Regions from separate parts of the Gossypium hirsutum genome. Here regions 1, 3 and 4 are each linked to region 2. The links are chromatin contacts, called in public Hi-C maps. All regions are on one chromosome and are shown on one strand. The core of a region is the stretch at or near the end of the contact, and the rest is flanking DNA. Distances in the headings are between cores, read along the strand shown. Region 1 holds the start of LOC121213665 (myosin-binding protein 2). Region 2 holds the start of LOC121213668. Region 3 holds the start of LOC107921991 (putative receptor-like protein kinase At4g00960). Region 4 holds the start of LOC107948905.

Region 1 (4,745 bases), core at 1,020-3,519, 370 kb before region 2:
ACGGAATCAAATTCTACCATTTAAGTCAAAATTGAAATTTCAAAATTTTAAAAACTGAAATTTACCAAATTATACATTATAATAGCAAAATTTAATTAGAAAATTTATTGTAATCCTGATTACTTTCTTGCCAAATATTATATATTTTGGATTAAAGAATGGAATGGCACTTAATTCTAGAAAAATCAAAAGGAGTTTAAGCTTGGACCGAATGGAAATATTTTATATAAGCCGGATTTAATGCGAAAAACAAGACTGATTTCTTTTTTTAATTTTTCTTAAAAATTCCAGATGATGCTTTAAAGCTTATGTATTTGATTGCAAAAGCAGAGGGTCTGCTAGAATTTTTCAGCCCACTTTGTGGGATCACCTCTTACCGCCCTTTTGGTCAAAAAAAAACACACTAGAAAGCTCTCTCACATTTTTTTTTTCAAAAACAAAAAAAATCTTTTATAATTGTACTCAACTTTTTGAACAATGTTCTTCAAAGTTGATCCACATTAACAAAAAAAAACCCTTAAATTTTATAAGATTATTAAAAAAAAAAAGGAGATTTTGTTTGAGTGTACTTTATTGTAAGATTAATTTCCTTTGAGCTGGAATCCTATATAGCCTGGAAATTATGTAAGGTTGATGATATAAATTAAAGTAGAGGAAGAGGGAACAAAAATCATATTTAATGGTTAATTTAATTTTTAACTTGGGGTTGGGATTTTAGGACCTAAAAAGCCAGTGGGGGCATAATTTAGATATTAAAGCTTGATTAAAGCAAATCAGCATAATTAAATTAAATAAAAAATATGAAAATTTTGTAAATAAATATCAATAATTTTATTTAAATATTTATCTTAATTTATAACAAACTTAGTAAATAAACATGTATTTATTTTTAATTCATTATTTTATTGAAATCCAGATCATTTTCTTATCTATATTGGAAGTTTCTAAAATTCGTATTACGGTAACTGAAATTGAGAATAAAATAATCTACAAATAAATCACATGATTTTTATTACTATAATTACTATTACTATTTCTCTTTTCGATATTTCTTAACATAAAAATACATTCCTCAATCGTTAAATTAAATGATCAGTTAGAGTTTGGATAATATTTCTCTTATTCTTTTAAGTGCAATAACCTTTAGGTAAACAAAATTATATTGTAAAATTTAGTTGGCATTCGTAAAAAAGAAATTATACATAGGATCAAATGTTGAATATATTACACTACTTTCTTTAATGTATTTAGATGGAAAATAATATTCAAATATTTCTTTATAGACATATAAGGTTATTTAAAAGCATATTTTATTAAATTCTTTTTGTTATACAAATAAATTTAGTTTTTTTTATTATATTTTAATCTCAATTTTCATAAGATTATGTTAAATTATTCTAATTCTTATTTTTATTACAAATTGTTTGCTAATAAGTAAATATATAATGTTGAAAAAAATTATAAATTATAATTATAATAATTTATGAAATTTACTGTTAACAAAAAGAGATTTTCTTTTTGAGGGTTAGAGTTTTTTTTTAGTTAGAATAAAATTTTATTTGAAAATAAAAATATTAAATTGATCAAAATAATAAAAATAAATAGTAAGTTGATTCAAAATTTAAGTTTACGCCTATAATTTAAGAATACATGGTAATAAGATTATAGGTATATTATTATATCCTTAAACTATTTGAGAATGTGAACAATAATAGGTTGAGAATCAAAATAACTTAATTTCATTATAGGTTGTAAGCTAATTTAGTGTTTTTATTTTTAAGAAATCCAATAAAATTATACATACTAAATATATTAATAAAATTTTAATTTACCATTTAATTAAAACTTTATTTTAATATTTTTATGCATTTTACTTTTATTATTCATCTATCTGTAGTTGATAAAATATCTAGTATATAGCAGTATAGGTAAATATACTTGTAAATTTTGAAGAAAAAAAGAAAAGAAAATAAAAGAAAAGAAGAGCAAGTTTAAGGAATCCAAAGCTAGAAACTGAAATTCAAGAGTCCATTTCTTTTCTCACACAAAGGAATAGTATGGCAGAGATAAAAAGGATAAATAGTGTCCACGAAAAACAGAGTTAAAAGGAGCAGGAAGAACATGAAGCAGCAGCAACCTGTCCTAAATGGAGCCCACTTTTAACTTTGAGAGTGGTCTCCACCAACCCATTGGTAAGGTTGGTGGGGCCTCCCATTTTCTTTGTCCCAAACAAAACAACACCAGACTGGAGGGACTGTAAGGGTGGGGGCTGCCATAGCTGGCTACCTCTACCCCTTCCATTAATCCATTGGCATCAACCTTAAGCTTAAGCTAAATGAAAATTTATCACTTAAAACAAATATCAGTTTAGTTGTTTAAGATCCCAATAGTTGCTTAATTCTGTCAAAAAAACAACCAAGGAAAATAAATTCCTTTATTTACTCTGACTCAAACCTTTTTCAATGTTTTTTAGTTTTTATTTTTGTTTTTGTGGAAAATGATTTCTATGGGTTGATTTTCCTCAGGGTTTCAGTCTTCTTTGGCTGTCACTTTCCTATTCAAAACCGCCTTTTATGATTTCCAAGTCTGAAAAAATATAATACCCATTTCTTTAGACTTTCCGATTCTTCTCTCCCTTATTGAAAAACCATTTCAATGTCACTTCTTTTTCATTCTCCATAACTCTTTTTATCTTAAGCTCTTTCGTCTTCTTCTTATCTAACAACTTCTTCTCTTTTTTTTTTTTTGTTTCTGTTTTGTCCCTTTTCTCCTCTCTGTACATAGCAGAAAACACAGAGCATCATTAATGGCTGCCAACAAATTTGCTACCATGTTGCATAAAAACACTAATAGGATCACTCTTATTCTTGTCTACGTCTTACTAGAATGGATTCTGATCGTTCTCCTCCTTTTGAATTCACTGTTTTCTTATCTGATCATCAAGTTTGCTGATTACTTTGGTCTTAAAAGGCCCTGCCTTTGGTGTTCTAGGCTTGATCATATCTTTGAGCCATCAAAGTACAAATCATATAGAGATCTTGTGTGTGATGATCATGCCAATGAGATTTCTAAATTGGGTTTTTGTTCAAATCATCGGAAACTCTCTGAATCTCGAGATATGTGTGAGGATTGCTTGTCCTCGTCGCCGTCGGAGAATGGTGATGATGAAGTGATGGAAAACGGCGATGAGGATTTCAAGTGTTCTTGTTGTGGTGTCATGGTGGAGAAAAAGTGGAATCTTCCTTGTTTCATGATTAAACCTTCCTGGGAGGTTTTGGATTATCCCCAGGAAGGAAATTTAATCACTGAAGGTGGAGAAAAAGTTGAGGGTATTATTGCAGATGAGGGTAATGCTTCAGATGGAATCAGATCAGATTTTGTGGCTGGTGATCATAAAGATGAACAGATGATTGAAGAAAACAAGAGAGTTGGCATCATTTCTGATGATGAAGGTATTGAACCAAGGGAAGTGGAAAAAGAGGAGTTTTCATATTTTGTTTCTAGTTTTGATTGCAACCAAGTGGCTGCTAATGGAGATGAAGACGATGTGGTTATAGAGAAAGATCAATCTTCAGTGGATGAAGGAGACTTAACTGTGTCAATGGCTGACCAGGGGTTAACTCAAGTCACTTGTGCCAAAGAGGAGTCTCCTGAAATTCTGAACAAGCATCTGGAGTTTTATATCGGGGGGGATGACTGCCATTTGATTCCAGTTGAATTGATGGATTCTACTGCTATGAGAAGCCAAAAAATATACGAGTTCACAGAGGAAGATGAAGACGTTGCTGGTACTGGAGATGTTATTTTGGACTTTGATTTGCAGCAACCTGGGACACGAGTGGAGTTGGTTGTGGAGAATGGTTGCAGTTCAGCGGAGAAAGTGACACCCCTTTCACCCCATGTGAGTGAAGAGGAAACCATTGATGCAGTGGATGAACCAATGGAGCCTAATGGCAAGGAGGGCTTTTCAACTCCTGCAGTGGAGCTAGATTTGATGGAGAAGGAAGATGATCAACATGTTGCTACCACTCAAGCAAATATGCCCTCCTTGAATGAAGCTGATGATGTTCAACCAAATGCCACAACAAGAGAAGAGGAAATCGATTTAGATGTTAATCAAGGTACTTGCTTAATCCAATTTGATATAAATTTTTACCAAATGCCTATTATTGAACTATTAAAGACTAAAGTTTTTTGCAATGTCTTCAGCAATATCAATAGGGACAGATGTTGTGCAGTTTAATGAAACAATTGAAGATATTCAAATACAACATTTATATGAATGCACACAAGGAGATCCCTCAACCAGTTCTGAATTACATGCAGATGCTGATCGTGGTAAACCTTAATTCCAAATTTAAAATGTCTTTTAATTTAAGAATTTTGTTTATTGAGGTGTTGTTAATCTTGGATTCCTTTACATTAGGCTCCAAGGATGTTGAGGAAGAAACAATGCAGCAGCTTAAAACTGCAACATTTGAGAGTGAGACTAGTGACCAACCAATGAAAAACCATCTATCATTATCTTCAGAGCTTAATGATATTGAGGAAGATAAAGTTCCGGATACACCGACTTCCATCGACAGTCTCCATCTGTTGCACAAGAAATTGTTATTGCTTGACAGAAAAGAATCCGGAACCGAAGATTCCTTGGATGGAAGTGTTTTCAGTGACATTGAGGGTGGTGATGGGGTACTGACTGTTGACAAGTTGAAATCAGCATTAAAAGCTGAAAGGAAAGCTTT
Region 2 (4,268 bases), core at 1,759-4,258:
GTTTTTATGCTAAATATCGGTTGGATTGTTTCAAATTAACATTTCTTTTATTTTGGTTTGCAAGAAGGCGAGGGCTTTAGGCCGAAACAGCGGCCTGTAGTGGTCGGTTTTCACAAGTGGGCTTACACCAACGAAATCTTTTTTATTATATTCGAGTAAGTCCCACTATTAAGCTTTAAATGGACTTGCTTAAAAGAAAGCTTGCCATGCTGGACTGGACTTCATTTGATATTGAAGATGGATGGTCAACATAACTTCTGAAAAGTTCCATTCCATTTGATTCTCCAAACATTTTTGTGTAGGCTCCACGTTATTAGAAGATATTAATGCATAGATGCACATTGAAGGCAACTGAGCGGCCACGCTCCATTTGCTTTTCTTGAAAACGACAGTACTGAAAAGGAAAGAAGATGGAAAGGGAGACCCCGCTGGCCGTAGCTATATGATAACCCCAACAGTGTGCGATAGGGACAATTATCATCTCTCTTCTTTTTTGGCAACTTGTCCAAATGCTAAATATAAAACGTGCCACCTTACAACTAGTGTTCAATGCTAGCATGGACCCCGTTTTCTAATCCCAGCTCATGAAAACTTCTCACTTGAATATTGAATTTAACAATTATTTCCATATTGAATTTTTTTAATCCAAATTAGCACTTAAAAGCTGTGATAACAATGGCAAAGTTCAAACTTAAATAGTGATTTAACGCGATTATTAATGCATAAATAAAATAATTAGGGGAAAAATCTGCCAAAAACCATGAGGTTACCTTGCACATATACAAAACCAAGTTGCATATTTCAACTAATAACGTGTGACCAAACATGTATTGAACAAAAGAAAGTAGACCCTAGTCCATATTTCTTACATATTGACAAGATTTTGAGCCCATTTGTGCTCCCACCCAAAGCAGCCTTTTTAAGTTTGAAAGAGGAGAAAAAAGGTTGTGCAACGACAAAGACCTACTCCTTTAAAGTCGATAATTATAACAGAACATTAGCCGCTTATTTCGCCTCACCGAACATCTAATTATTCAAAAGACCCTTCAGAAAGTGCCACACAACCAGCTCCTCAATAATACACTTTTAATTAAGTGGTTTGATTTTGGGTCTTAAGTTCAATAAAAAGAACCAATTCCTAAGAATAAGCATCCATCAGGCGATAATGTTGAATAGAATTCTTAAATTGGTCATAGTCTGAATGATTCAGTCCATCCATCATGTCCTATATATTTCTAGCCATATCCAATTCCCAAATCAAAATCCTTGAAAGCAACTTGCAATATTAAGGGCAAGTCAGAAGAACATTTCAAGCAATGGATATAAGCTACTGAAAATACATGTTTATGGACAATTCAGAACAACTTTTTGAACACTGGGTGTAAGCCAAACCTTACGTAGAGTATGAGATTAATAGAATCATCCATCAAAAGCCATTCAACAATAGAACGCAACACTTTCAAAGACAGAAATGGAAAATCAAGCACACCATGAATGTTCTCTTCATTCTTATCGCATAAGGCAAAATACTGAAAAACAAGTTCCAATTTATTCCTGCAGGTCTTTTCTCACCTAAATGAGAAATAAGGTGAAAAACATAAGCAACACTCTACCATGGCCATTAATGATAATAGACTAACTTTCAATGCTTTATTTATAAATAAAGCTAACCCAAGAAATATAGGATCATAAAGGGTTGGGAATTATTTAATTAATGGGAGGAAATCTTGAGATTGAGGGATTTATTAAACCATGCCTTCCAATTCCCACTTGCCTTCCTATTAATTGATTCAGCTGCCTTCCCGTCGTCTTTCACTTTCTCAGTCCTTTGCTTCTTGCACAGCATGAAATTCCTTGCCCCTTGTGATCCAATTGTCTCCCATGGACTTAGTGCTGCAATGAAAAAACATACCAAACACCCAAAATCATGAATACTACTAATTTTCCCAAATAAAACACCATTTAACATCAAATAAGCAAATCCTGGAAATTTTTAATCTTTAAAGATTGAAATGAAAACCGACATACCATCTGATCCAGCACTGGGGCAATAAAGGAGGAAATCATTAAGATTGGATCCGAGAACAGGAAGCCGACCCTCACGAGCGTAGGATTTCAAAGCAGTATCAATGACGGCAGCAACGAGCTCTTCCTCGTTAACAACAAAACGGATCGGCCCAGCACTTCCGAGAACAGTGACGCTAATCAAGAGCCTGTTGCCCTTGGGACCCTGGCTCTTCTTCTGCTTGTAAAGCAACATTCTTTCAAAAAAATTTTGTTCAAAATTCAAAATGAAAAAGAATCAAAACCAAAAACAGGCGAATGAATAATTCACCAACAACCGAGAAAAGAGAAACAAGGGTTTGTTTTGTTATTTTGTGGGGCGTATAACAAAAAAAAAACCAAATCTGGGTTATTGGTGGAAAGGAATAGAGGTATTGAGGTGGGGTTGTTTATGGGTCAAGGCCAAGGCAGCGGTAGTACCAGCCTTCTTTGCAAGAACCGAATGCGAAAGCAGAAGCAGCGGAAAGAGGAAGGAGAGTGCTCGCCCTCGATTTGCAAAGGGAGAGCATCAATATACTACAGCTCCAAATTGTTTCCACCATTCACAAAAATACCAAAAGATCAATGGTTTGATTCCAACAAAAAGGGAAAAAGAGCCAGAAAAAAAAGAAGTTCTGGGACGCAGATTTCGACGAAAAAAGGAGAGGAATTTTAGTGGTTGTAGGTAGAAGGTGTGGGAAGCGTTTGGGGGTATTTAATAGAGGAACAAAACAAGGAAAATGATTAGGGTAATTCAGGTTGAGGTGGTATATGAGCCTTATAGAGGGGAGGCAGGAAAAGGGTTTCTTTCTCTCTCTTGCCGTAGGGTTGCACTGTATATATATATAAGGAAGTTGTTATTTCCGTATAGAGTTAGCATTTGGGTATATTTACGCGTTCATCGCTCCTTGCCCACCAAGCCACCTATTCGTTCGCAACCGCCATATTCTCCTCCTCTTTCTTTCTACAACAATAATATTCAATTTGTTTTATTTTTATAAATAAAGTTTCTTTCAAGATTTTTCCATTAAATTAGTCATATATGTCAATTTTTTATTTAGTTTTTTTAGGTAATTTTTCTAATTTAGGGAAACAGGTCGTTCTTTAGAAGAGAAATGGAAAACGTGATCAGTTAAACGCGTTTTCCTATCAGTTATACAAAAAGCTCATCCGTCAACAATTAATTCCAGCGGCTTTTTGAACGTTGGCTTGCAACGGTAAAAAGATTTAAAGGGCTCCAACGGTAATTTTTTTCTACAAATACCATGCAATTTTAATTTTTTTTCTCTCAAATCCAACTCTCTCAATTTTAGCTTGGAAAGATGTTCTACAAATACCATGGCTTTGCAACTCGATTTATCGGTGGATAGGTCAATCATCACGGGGTCAACGATCATTCCCGATAAAGAGAACCTTTGTGAGGCATTTTTGGGAAAGATCCTGAACAAGTTTCAAGGTGGTCGAATATAGATGAAGTGGTTGGAAACCAATTTCAAAGAGCTTCCTCCGAACGCGATCAACGTCATCAAAGAACAATGTGCCCGAGCATTCATCTGAGGTTAATTGGGGGCATTTTAATGCATGATAAATCTTAAATTTTGGTACGCTGGTGGCTACTAAACCTAGCTGACTTCAAAGAATACACACGACTGAGTTAGGGATCAATCGTGTTGGCCACGTTGTACCAAGATTTGTGTCAGGTGACGAAACCGGATAAGATGTCAATCGGTGGTTGCCTACTCCTGCTGCAGTCGTGGGTGTAACACCTTATAACCTAGCCTAGAAGTTTGGACCGAATCTTAGAGGTTACATTGATCATCGAAGTGATCGAAAATAATTTCACAAACGTTTAATCATTTTAAATAAAAAATTCTCAAGATGCATTAAAGCGTTCGGAAACTTAATTCCGTAGTTAAAAAAAACAAATTCAATCTAAAATAGCATTATGCAGAAATCCGCATAAAACCCTTTTTTCGCAGTTCTTAAAATTAATACAAACCAAAACAATCTAACAAGACTTAAAAATTGGGGAAGGAACCAAATGGCTCATTTTAAAACATATCCTTCTAAGACCTCCGGCATGCTGAGTCTAACATTAGAAAACAGAAATGTACCTGGAAGGGGAAACACTAAGGGGTTGAGCTACACGAGCTCAGTGTGAGTTCAAAACGTATCTAACAACGAAATTACAGATCAGAAACTAAATAGTAGTTCGATAACGAAAA
Region 3 (4,829 bases), core at 255-2,754, 500 kb before region 2:
AAATTAAGCAAAAGTCCTTAAGTTAGAGAAATTCCTTACTGTCTAGGGTTGATGAACAAGAGAAATCATCACTTTGAAACCAGAAAACAAGAGCAACATGATTGTAAAGCTTGCTGAAAGATCTGATAACTAGAAAACCAAGGCAGGCTTATTGAATCGATTGAACTAACAAAAACATTCTAGTTTCGAGTGCAACATCAATTAACAAATTGATATGCTTTGCCTCTTTTTCTTGGCATCTAAAGGGGGAAAACGGCTAAATGGTTTGACAGGGTTAAGGGAACAGATGGTTCGATTTTGATCAAAGCTAATAGTCAGAGATGGGGTCCTAAAGTAGTCTTGGCCTTTTAGGACAAGGCATTTTCGTTATTTGCTGTTCATTATATTGTTCAGCTGCAAAAGTTGAAACTTCGAATACCTAGGAAAGTAGAATCTTTCTTTTTCCTTCAAAAAGAATCTGCGGCAATCCTTTATGTCATATCAATTACATTTTTTATGGAAACAAAAGAACCATTCAATAAATCAAAAGATCAATAAAGTTCAAATTTCTAGGCAACCAAACAAGAGTTTGAGCAGGACGATCTTACCCTGTAGACAGGTCCAAAACCTCCTTCACCCAGCTTCTGATGTGGGTGGAAATCTTTGGTAGCAGCAACTAAAATCTCGAAAGGGAAATGCTTTTGCTCTTGTTGAGCTATTTTCTCCAAGTCATCTCTACTCCGCCTGTCTGATCAAAGATCACCGAAAAATTAATCATCAAAACATGTAGAAAAGCATCAAATTATTTTTCTTTCTTCTAAACTTTTCCGCATAAAAAATGGGTTTTTCATTTTACCTTTGCTTGAGATAAACTTAAAAGGTTTGATTAGATTTAGAAAGAAATCCTTGGATTTGGTCATGGAAAGTCAGAAACCTGGTAGAAACTAGATCATGAAATGAAAGAACTTTCTGAACTGAAATAGAAATAAAAAAGAAGAAAGAAATTCTAGGGAAAGATTGGAGCTTGAACAATTGGGAGAGAAAGAGGAAGGCAGAAGATTAGCTCGGGAACTTGAATGTTAAATTTGGCGTACTATATTTTCTAGCTTTTGTTGAAGGAGGAAACAGAGAAATGTATACGGAAACGTAACGTGTTGACTAGCTGGTTGACACTAGACTATTTCTCTCCTCTTTCTTCTGTATTCAATTCATCTGCCCTTTTCTTACCTTCTATAAGCATTGCTTTCACTTGTAATTTGCCACTACTACAAATCAATCACAATATACCTGCCGCTATTGTTCCCGCCGGTAAACATCATTTCGCCCCATTTTTTAAAGATAAGAAAATGAGTCTCTCCCCAAATTTAATTTGCTTCCCCTGAGGTTAAACCCTTAGGTTATATAAATTTGTTCGGAATGGATTTCTGCTTCTTTCCTTTTGGTGAGTCAACTCGTTCTCTATCATCTTCTTCGATTTCCAATTCACTATTCAGCAGCCCGTCCGAGTCGCTGCACTGTTCTTGCATGAATTATTTACTGTCATTATTATTATTATTTGAAAGATTTAGGGTCGGGTTTTTACATGAATAATAAAAAAAAATAATTACAGAAACAGGGCATGTAGTAAATTATTTATCTAAATTTATGTGAATACTATTAGCCTTAAAAATAACTCATTATTATTCAATTTCAAGTGAAAATATATATATAATTTTAAGTGGTGCTACCAGCAACACAAAAAAAGTATACTTTCTTTTTGTATTTCTTCAATATTTATTCGATATTTAAAAAGAAATTCGTATGTTTTTTTTTCGTTTGTTTGTTTAACAATATAATGGCACCACTTAAAATAAATAGTTTTGTTTCACCTAATATGATTGGGTGATGATAATTGCTTTGAGGGTTGATCCTAAATTTATTATAAAAACAATATTTACTGTTTTTGTAATTTTTTTTGTATTATCAATGTAAAGAATTCACCATTCTTATATTCAAACAAGACTCAAAGAATATATTATGGATGAAAACTAATTAAAATAAAATCAAACAGGACTTATATAAGATGAAGATCAAGATAAATATCAGCAGTGAATTCCCATTGAATTTGAAATTTCAAAATTTGGAATTGGAAAGTGAATTTTTTTCAAATTCATATAGATTTTGGATATTTTGATTACCTCTAATGTAATTAAGAATAACTTAGTAATGAGGCGAAATAAGTGTTTAAATTCAAAAATTGTCTGTGAGGTGAATTGTAACGAGAATACAAATAAATTTTATAAGAATAAATTTACAAAACAAATATTAAAATTATACATGAATTTTGACTTAATTTGTAATGTTGTTATACATAAATTTTGATTAGATTCAAACTTCCTAAATCACTAACCATTTTATTGTTATATGTTGCCTACACATAATTTTTTTTAATATAATGATTAGAACTACCCAAAACTCTTCCTCATCTGTAACTAAGGGAATAAATTACACTTCAACATACTCGAACTCCCGTCCTCTTGCACCAACAACAAGGTTGATGTCAACCGAACTAAAACTCAATCGAAACACAAATAATTGTTTTTATTCAATGTAAAAATAAATGTTGGGCATAAACTCTTGTAAACAACGAACAAAAAAAAAATAACGAAGAAATTGAAGAAATTGAACATGAATATTTTACGTGGAAAAATCCCTCCAAAGAAAATAAAAAACCATAGGCAAAGATAATTTCACTAAATTGGCAAAGATGAAGAATACAAAGATGGAAATAAAGACTAAACCCTGAATCCCGAAAATGAACCTCAAAACTTAAACACAAAATTCCCTGTAAACTTGTAAAAGCTAATATCTAAAAGTGTTATGGGTTAAATCTTTCTAAGGTAGAAAAGTGTCTATTTTATAGGCTAAATTTTGTGTACAAATTTGACTAAAACATCCCTAAAGTAATCAAAGTTTAACCGGAAGAAGAAAATTGAGAAGCTTTGGGAACACGTCGTCACGTTGTGACGTGGTTGCTGCCTCGTCAGGACGCCTTTCATCACGTGTTGAGATGTGGTGAATCTTCTTGTTGTGACGTGAACTCTATTTCGGGGAAAAATGCAAGGCACACTCCACAATAAATTGATGTATTTATTTATTAGAATATGTATAATTGAATCAAAATTAAAAATTCACGTGTATAATTGCACCAAATCAAATTTAAAAAATATCAAATTGCACATTGAATAAAGTTGATGTACAATTTTGAGTTTTATCCGTCAAACTTATAACATATTTGAAATTTTAATATATAAATAAAAATGTTAAAATATTGATGTACACGCCCAATTTTTGACCAGCCCAATAAGAGTCCAATTACAAAACAAAATAAAATAACAAACTACTTACCCAAATCCTTAATGGCCCAACATGGCCCAAAGTAATCTAAAACCCTAAACGGCCCAATAGAGCCCAAAAACTAAACAGCACCAGGGAATCCTAGGGTTCCCTCCTTTCCTATGCGTCGTTGCTGCCCATGTGACTCCAGCGCACTCGTCTCCCGAGGCATCCCCTACTTGCACCAAAACGGCAAATCCTTGCCTCCGTTGACCGCAGCGTCTGCAAAAGAAAGCCGAAAGGAATACCTACAAGAAAGACGAAAACAGCAGCCAAGAATAGTAGAGGCAGTGTAAAAACAGTGAAAAATAAAAGAAAAATATTTTGTATTTAGTCTTTATAAGCCAGAAACCAAACGATGTAAAAAGGGGGGGATTTTTGAAATACAAAAAGAAATTTTTAGAAAGGGAATCTCGTCTCTGTTATCGTTTTTGGTTTTATTTATTTTCTGTTTCTTTTTCATATAAAAAAATAAATAAAAGGGAGGAGATCATTTTATGAAAGAAAGAACACAGAGAAATTGAATAAGAAATAAGGTGATTTCCGATTTACTTTTTTTTTGTTCTTCTTCGATTCTTTTCGTTTTTACATATACTTGCAAAATAAAATAAAAGAGGAAGGAGAGGGAAGTCTTACCTTCTCAAAACACGTCGTCGGACCTTGCTCACTTCGTCGGAATCGAAGTTGAAGAGGGGTTGCTCTTTTGCGGCAGAGAGAAAGGCTGCTTTGGCCTTTTAGTTTTGTTGGAAAAATGGGAAAACCCTGTTGATTAGGGTACTTCTGCTTGATAAGAAACGACGTCGTTTGAAGCCCATTGCAGTGGCCTTAAAACGACGTCGTATAAGGCTCAGACCCGATGACCCGATCCGATTGCAGCTTGACCAGCGTGTTTTGGTACGGGGAGGGTTATTTACGCGCCAGGTCGTTCTTGTTTTGCACCATGATTCAATCCGGTCCTTTCTTTTCTATTTATGTCAAGATTTGCTACTAAATTTCTGTTATATTCTAAATCGGTCCTTTGTTTTATTATTTTTATTAGTTTACTATTGGTTTTATTTTAGTGTTACTATTATTATTATTATTTAACATTATTATTATTATTTTTTTTAATCTATATAACCTTTTATATACATAATTATATTTTATGATATATTATTACTTTAAGTTTTTATTTAACATATATTATCATTTAATTTTATAATGTATCATTTAATTATTTTATTATTAATATAATATAATACGTATACTTTAATGGTTACTTTGTAGTATATTCTTAGGATTCACTTATATATATTTTATGCTTTAAAGATTTATACAACAATATTTTTATATAATTCATCTATATATATAATTTATTAAATTATTTTTATTTTATGTATGTATCATTTATTTTTATATTATTAACTTTAAGTTATCTGTTAAATATATTTATATGTTTTTAAACCAATTTCATTTTCTACACATATATAATTTAT
Region 4 (4,554 bases), core at 1,051-3,550, 300 kb before region 2:
ACATGATTTGGGTAAAAATAAGAAAGCTTTGCAAACAATACTGAAGAGGATGGACCAGAATGCACAAGTTTTTAGACACAAAAAAGATTATAACAATAAACAAACATCATCTTTTTCAAGGAAAACAAAAGCTATAGCACATTTACATTAAGTCACTATATTGCATGTAACAATTCAGCATGCAACCAGATAACCATTCAGTCATTTAACTAGAAAACAACGACCCCCATTCGGCAAAGATCCTCACCAGTTTCGGAATGATACCAGCTTCAACCATCATGCTGTGATTGCAATGGCTCAAGGCCAAATTCGACAAAACTCCACCAGCTGCTTCCTTCACTTTTATGTCATCATCATCGAGGGAATTGATAAGAAATGGTAGGATATCTGAGTTAGCAATTTTCACTCTAAGTTCTTCATCGACAGACAAGTTCCACAAAGTACACATACTTTGCTCTTTAACCTGGAAAAGTGAGTTCATAATATGTCTCAAATTTCAGCAAACAAGATAAATGTGATGAACATTTTCAAAGGTGAAATACCTCCTTTGTACCTCAGAAGTCAAGGAAGGTCGACTCAGCAAACCAGTTATCCCTTCTATTGCTCCACTTTCTGCTACTATATCTTTGTACAAATTGATTGAAGATATTGATCGTAAAAGACCGGCAGCTGCTTCACATGTAGCACTAGACTCAGAGTTAAGAAGGTTCACAGTTAAGTTTATGCAGCCTTGGAACTGCATAATGGTATCAATGCAATTCTTTCCGCCTAGTGAATATTTCCATAGTGCCACTATTGCCTGTTCTCGGTCAAGAGCATCATGGTCTAGCCCAAGCATTCGCACAAATAAAGCCACGTAGTTGTCACCTAAAGTGGAGGAGCTACTGCTTGTCCCTTCACCAACCTGGAATTAGCATAACAAGCTGCATTATTATGTACCTAAAATTAATAAACATTTCTTATCTTAAGAAATCTAAATAAGAAATAAAAAAGAAAGAGGAGTTGGGAAAAAGGAGAGGGAGAAGTTAGAATAAAAGTTTAATTTTAATTGCAAGTACATTCCAAAAACTTATGGGAAAAATAAAAAGGAAAGAGTTGCAAATTCAAAGACTAAAAGTAACCATCTAAAGTTTTTCAGGGTCCTTAAAAGCTTCAATTTAAACATAAGGCTAAGAAAAAGAAGACATGAAGCAAGAGTCTAAAGGCAAAGCTCAAGAGGTCAGCAATCAAAGTCTCTCCTAACAGCTACCGTTTAAATTGTATGAATCCAACAATGAGATGATAACATTCAATCTGTTCTGCAGGGGAGCATAAGCCAGCTCCTTATGTCACCTTTCAAATGTCTAATTATCTCATTCCAATTCAAATAAATAACCTTATGTCACCTATGTGTAACATTTCATCAAGCTCAATTATCGTTCTTTAACATCGCTCAAAATCTAGAACACTTAGACAACCATTATTTGACTTCCATTCTTAAGATTAATTTCGCCAAAGCTCCATAAAACCCATCTTCAGTGAAAACTCTATGCTACACTAATGATATGGTCTTAACAGGCACAGAGGCCCAAATATGATCTGTATAGCCGACCACCATGGCCAAAAAACAAAAGAATTACTACGTTCTATCTGAAAAAGTAAAGTTCCCAATTTTTTATCCAAAATCAAAACTTTATTCCTTCAAATATAGAGTAAACCCCAAAACAGTTTTCCAGTGAAAATGATAGTATTAACAAGTTTTAAAGGCACTTCATTTGACCAATAAGTTACATTCTGAAACCATACAGTTTCTAGTTTCTAAATTAGAAACATCTTTCATCCCATTAAACAAATAAAAAACTATATAAAAAGAAAAGAAAAACAAACAGAACAAGCTCTCGAAGTCAAATTTTGAGGACACAGATGGGAAAGCAAGAAGCTTAGACTTGGGAACTTACAGAAACAGCAGCAGATTCCTGTGGGTTGGCATCAATGGAACCACCATCATCACTAACTTTCCTAAGGACTGTGCGGAGGGAGCACGACTTGGGTTGGAGGAAACCGTTCCAAAGATGATTGAGATGGAACTTTGTAGAAAAGGTAGAGTATTTTCTCCTGGGTTTGGTGGTTGTAAACACATGCCGGGGATTGAGCAGCTTAATGTTAAAGTAAGGTGAGAGAGTAGCAGAGGCAATCATTTTTGGCCTAAAACAGTGAGATTGGAAGCAGGGTTTTGCGGGTGTGTTAGGTTTTATATTGTTATTCTCCCTGTAGAAGTGGCACTTCCCTTAGCCTTTCCTCACTGCCCGGATAATGGAATGTACTAGATTTTTGCCACCGAATATTTAAGCTTTCCTTTTTTTTTTTACTTAATTGATGAATAAGCCCTCAAGCTATACTTTTTTGAATTAGTTGCCTAAAATTTCTTTTCAACCTTTTACCCTCCGTTAAAAAAAAAAAAAAACTTTCAACTCGTGGACCATTTTTAATTATATAAAATATTAAAAATTAAAAATTTATATTAAATAAAAATAAAAAAAATTATTATTTAATATTATATTTTTCACTTCTCCTCCGTCCCCCTTCATCTTCATCTTCATCTTCATCTTCATCTTCACCTTCATCCTTCCTAATTCTTTCATTCCATATTATAAGCAAGATATATATAATTTCATTTGATGCTTTCTTTTATAACAATAAGTCATTTATTTTTATTAGAGAAATATATTTTTTAAGGGTAAATTACACCAACAGTCACTCAACTTTGGGGTAGCTGACAAAACAGTCACCTTAGTTTCATTTCAGTCACTCAACTTTGGAAAAATGACAAAGCAGTCCTTTTTGTCGTTTTCCGTCACAGATGTCACGGCAAAGTGACATGGCAGATGACGGAGTGCTTGGTGTCAAAAAACCCTTCAGCTGGTCAGTTACCACAAATTTAACAGCCCTATCAGCACCAATTTAGGGTTTAAGAAGAAAAACAAGAAGAAGAGGAGAAGGAGAAGAGAAAAAATGGAGATGCCTCCAATTTTCAAATCAACGACAACCATCACCGTCGCCAATAGCTTCCCCTATGTGAGTTTTGAAACTGATATCCACCCAGTCCGACCCTTTCCTCGCTAAAGAAATCTTCGATGTCACCACCACCCAACCCAGTTTTCGTCACTCTTACTCTTCCTTCCTCGTCCTCATCCTCAAACTCGGTTGTTCGAAGAACTTCTCTCTTATCGACGACCTTCTCGCTCGTCTAAAATCTGATCAATATCGAGTAACCCCAACTCTCTTTTCTTACCTTATCAAAATCTACGTCGAAGCTGATTTACTCGAGAAAGCTCTCAATGTGTTCTACAAAATGCTTGAATTCAACGTTAAGCCTTTACCCAGACACTTAAATCATATCCTCGAGCTTATTATTTCTCATTGTAACTTCATCATGCCTACTTTCGACCTTTTCAAGACTACCCATAAATACGGTGTTTTCCCCAATACCAAATCTTACAACATTTTGATGGGTGCGTTTTGTTTGAACGGAGATTTAAGCATTGCCTACAAAATATTCAACAAAATGTTTGAGAGAGACGTTATGCCTGATGCTGAGTCTTATAGGATATTAATGCAAGGTCTATGTAGGAAGAGTCAAGTGAATAGAGCTGTAGATTTGTTGGAAGATATGTTGAATAAAGGATTCGTACATGATTCATTGAGTTATACTACTTTGCTGAATAGTTTGTGTAAGAAGAAGAAGCTTAAAGAAGCTTATAAGCTTCTTTGTAGAATGAAAGTTAAAGGGTGTAATGTTGATATTGTGCATTATAATACTGTTATATTGGGTTTTTGTAGGAAAGGAAAAGCTATGGATGCTATTAAGGTTTTTTCGTAGCCATTACAATGGAAGAAATCATATCAACTATTGAGAAATTTTGGATTTCAGGATAACTTTAAGCGTGGATATCAATAGTGTCGTCCTTGTTTATACCACTGCAACTTTAGCTATTGCTATAACAAATTGCCTGCCTGTCATCACTTTTTTCTTGGTTGTGTTGCTCAGGTAAATTACACCATCAGTGGCCGATAACAAGAGACGAATTTCAGGTCGGCAGAGAATTATCATTAGCCGACCAAACAAGGGTGTTATTTTTAGATGTGTTGTAATACCAAATAGAGAAAGTGTAGAGATTTGCAGAAAAACTCTTTGACTTAAACCTAGAAGCGAATACTTTGTTTTAAGAGATAAGAAATTTGTTTTGAGATGGAGTCCATAGGAAATCCGAGAAATTGAAGGATCGGTCTTGCTGGGAAAACAATGGCGGAAGGTTACAAAGGAAGAGGCAAAGAATCAGACCCTGCCAAATTAGGCAAAGAAGACTTTTTTTTACAATCTCTTCTGTAACATCCCGATTTAGGGCTTAGTCGGAACAGTGGTTTTGAGACCACAAATTCGATGAAGAAAAATTTATTTTTACTATATTTTTATGGCCTACAATTTCACGGAAAGATTTCGTGAAAATTTCGTTCAAAAATTTTGACGTTTGGGCACTCAATTTAGTCAAAAAGACTAAATTGTAAAAAATGCGA

Evidence for each region. A called contact is a pair of places that touch in the nucleus more often than the background predicts.
Region 1: a Hi-C map of leaf shows a contact between it and region 2, with 2.8 times the contacts expected there. The contact joins the promoter of LOC121213665 here to the promoter of LOC121213668 in region 2. A contact is called at or near these places in 3 of 34 Hi-C or Micro-C datasets (all in leaf).
Region 3: a Hi-C map of leaf shows a contact between it and region 2, with 2.4 times the contacts expected there. The contact joins the promoter of LOC107921991 here to the promoter of LOC121213668 in region 2. A contact is called at or near these places in 3 of 34 Hi-C or Micro-C datasets (callus, leaf and petal).
Region 4: a Hi-C map of leaf shows a contact between it and region 2, with 3 times the contacts expected there. The contact joins the promoter of LOC107948905 here to the promoter of LOC121213668 in region 2. A contact is called at or near these places in 14 of 34 Hi-C or Micro-C datasets (callus, fibers, hypocotyl and 2 more).

Annotation. Positions count from the first base shown.
Region 1 is chrD01:46,239,137-46,243,881 of Gossypium_hirsutum_v2.1, forward strand. It overlaps LOC121213665 (myosin-binding protein 2), which reads left to right and starts at 2,270. Exons shown (of 4, transcript XM_041086545.1): 1 at 2,270-4,121; 2 at 4,210-4,338; 3 at 4,427-4,745. The coding sequence starts at 2,807.
Region 2 is chrD01:46,611,113-46,615,380 of Gossypium_hirsutum_v2.1, forward strand. LOC121213668 reads right to left here and starts at 3,009. Exons shown (of 2, transcript XM_041086550.1): 1 at 2,029-3,009; 2 at 1,531-1,893. The coding sequence starts at 2,260. The coding sequence ends at 1,712.
Region 3 is chrD01:46,108,342-46,113,170 of Gossypium_hirsutum_v2.1, forward strand. LOC107921991 (putative receptor-like protein kinase At4g00960) reads right to left here and starts at 1,505. Exons shown (of 6, transcript XM_016851799.2): 1 at 1,207-1,505; 2 at 588-727. The coding sequence starts at 1,219. It overlaps LOC121213588, which reads right to left and starts at 4,296. Exons shown (of 3, transcript XM_041086383.1): 1 at 4,269-4,296; 2 at 3,991-4,178; 3 at 2,861-3,602. The coding sequence starts at 4,296. The coding sequence ends at 3,411.
Region 4 is chrD01:46,313,200-46,317,753 of Gossypium_hirsutum_v2.1, forward strand. It overlaps LOC107948905, which reads right to left and starts at 2,301. Exons shown (of 9, transcript XM_041086547.1): 1 at 1,938-2,301; 2 at 554-904; 3 at 248-463. The coding sequence starts at 2,177. It also overlaps the pseudogene LOC121213589.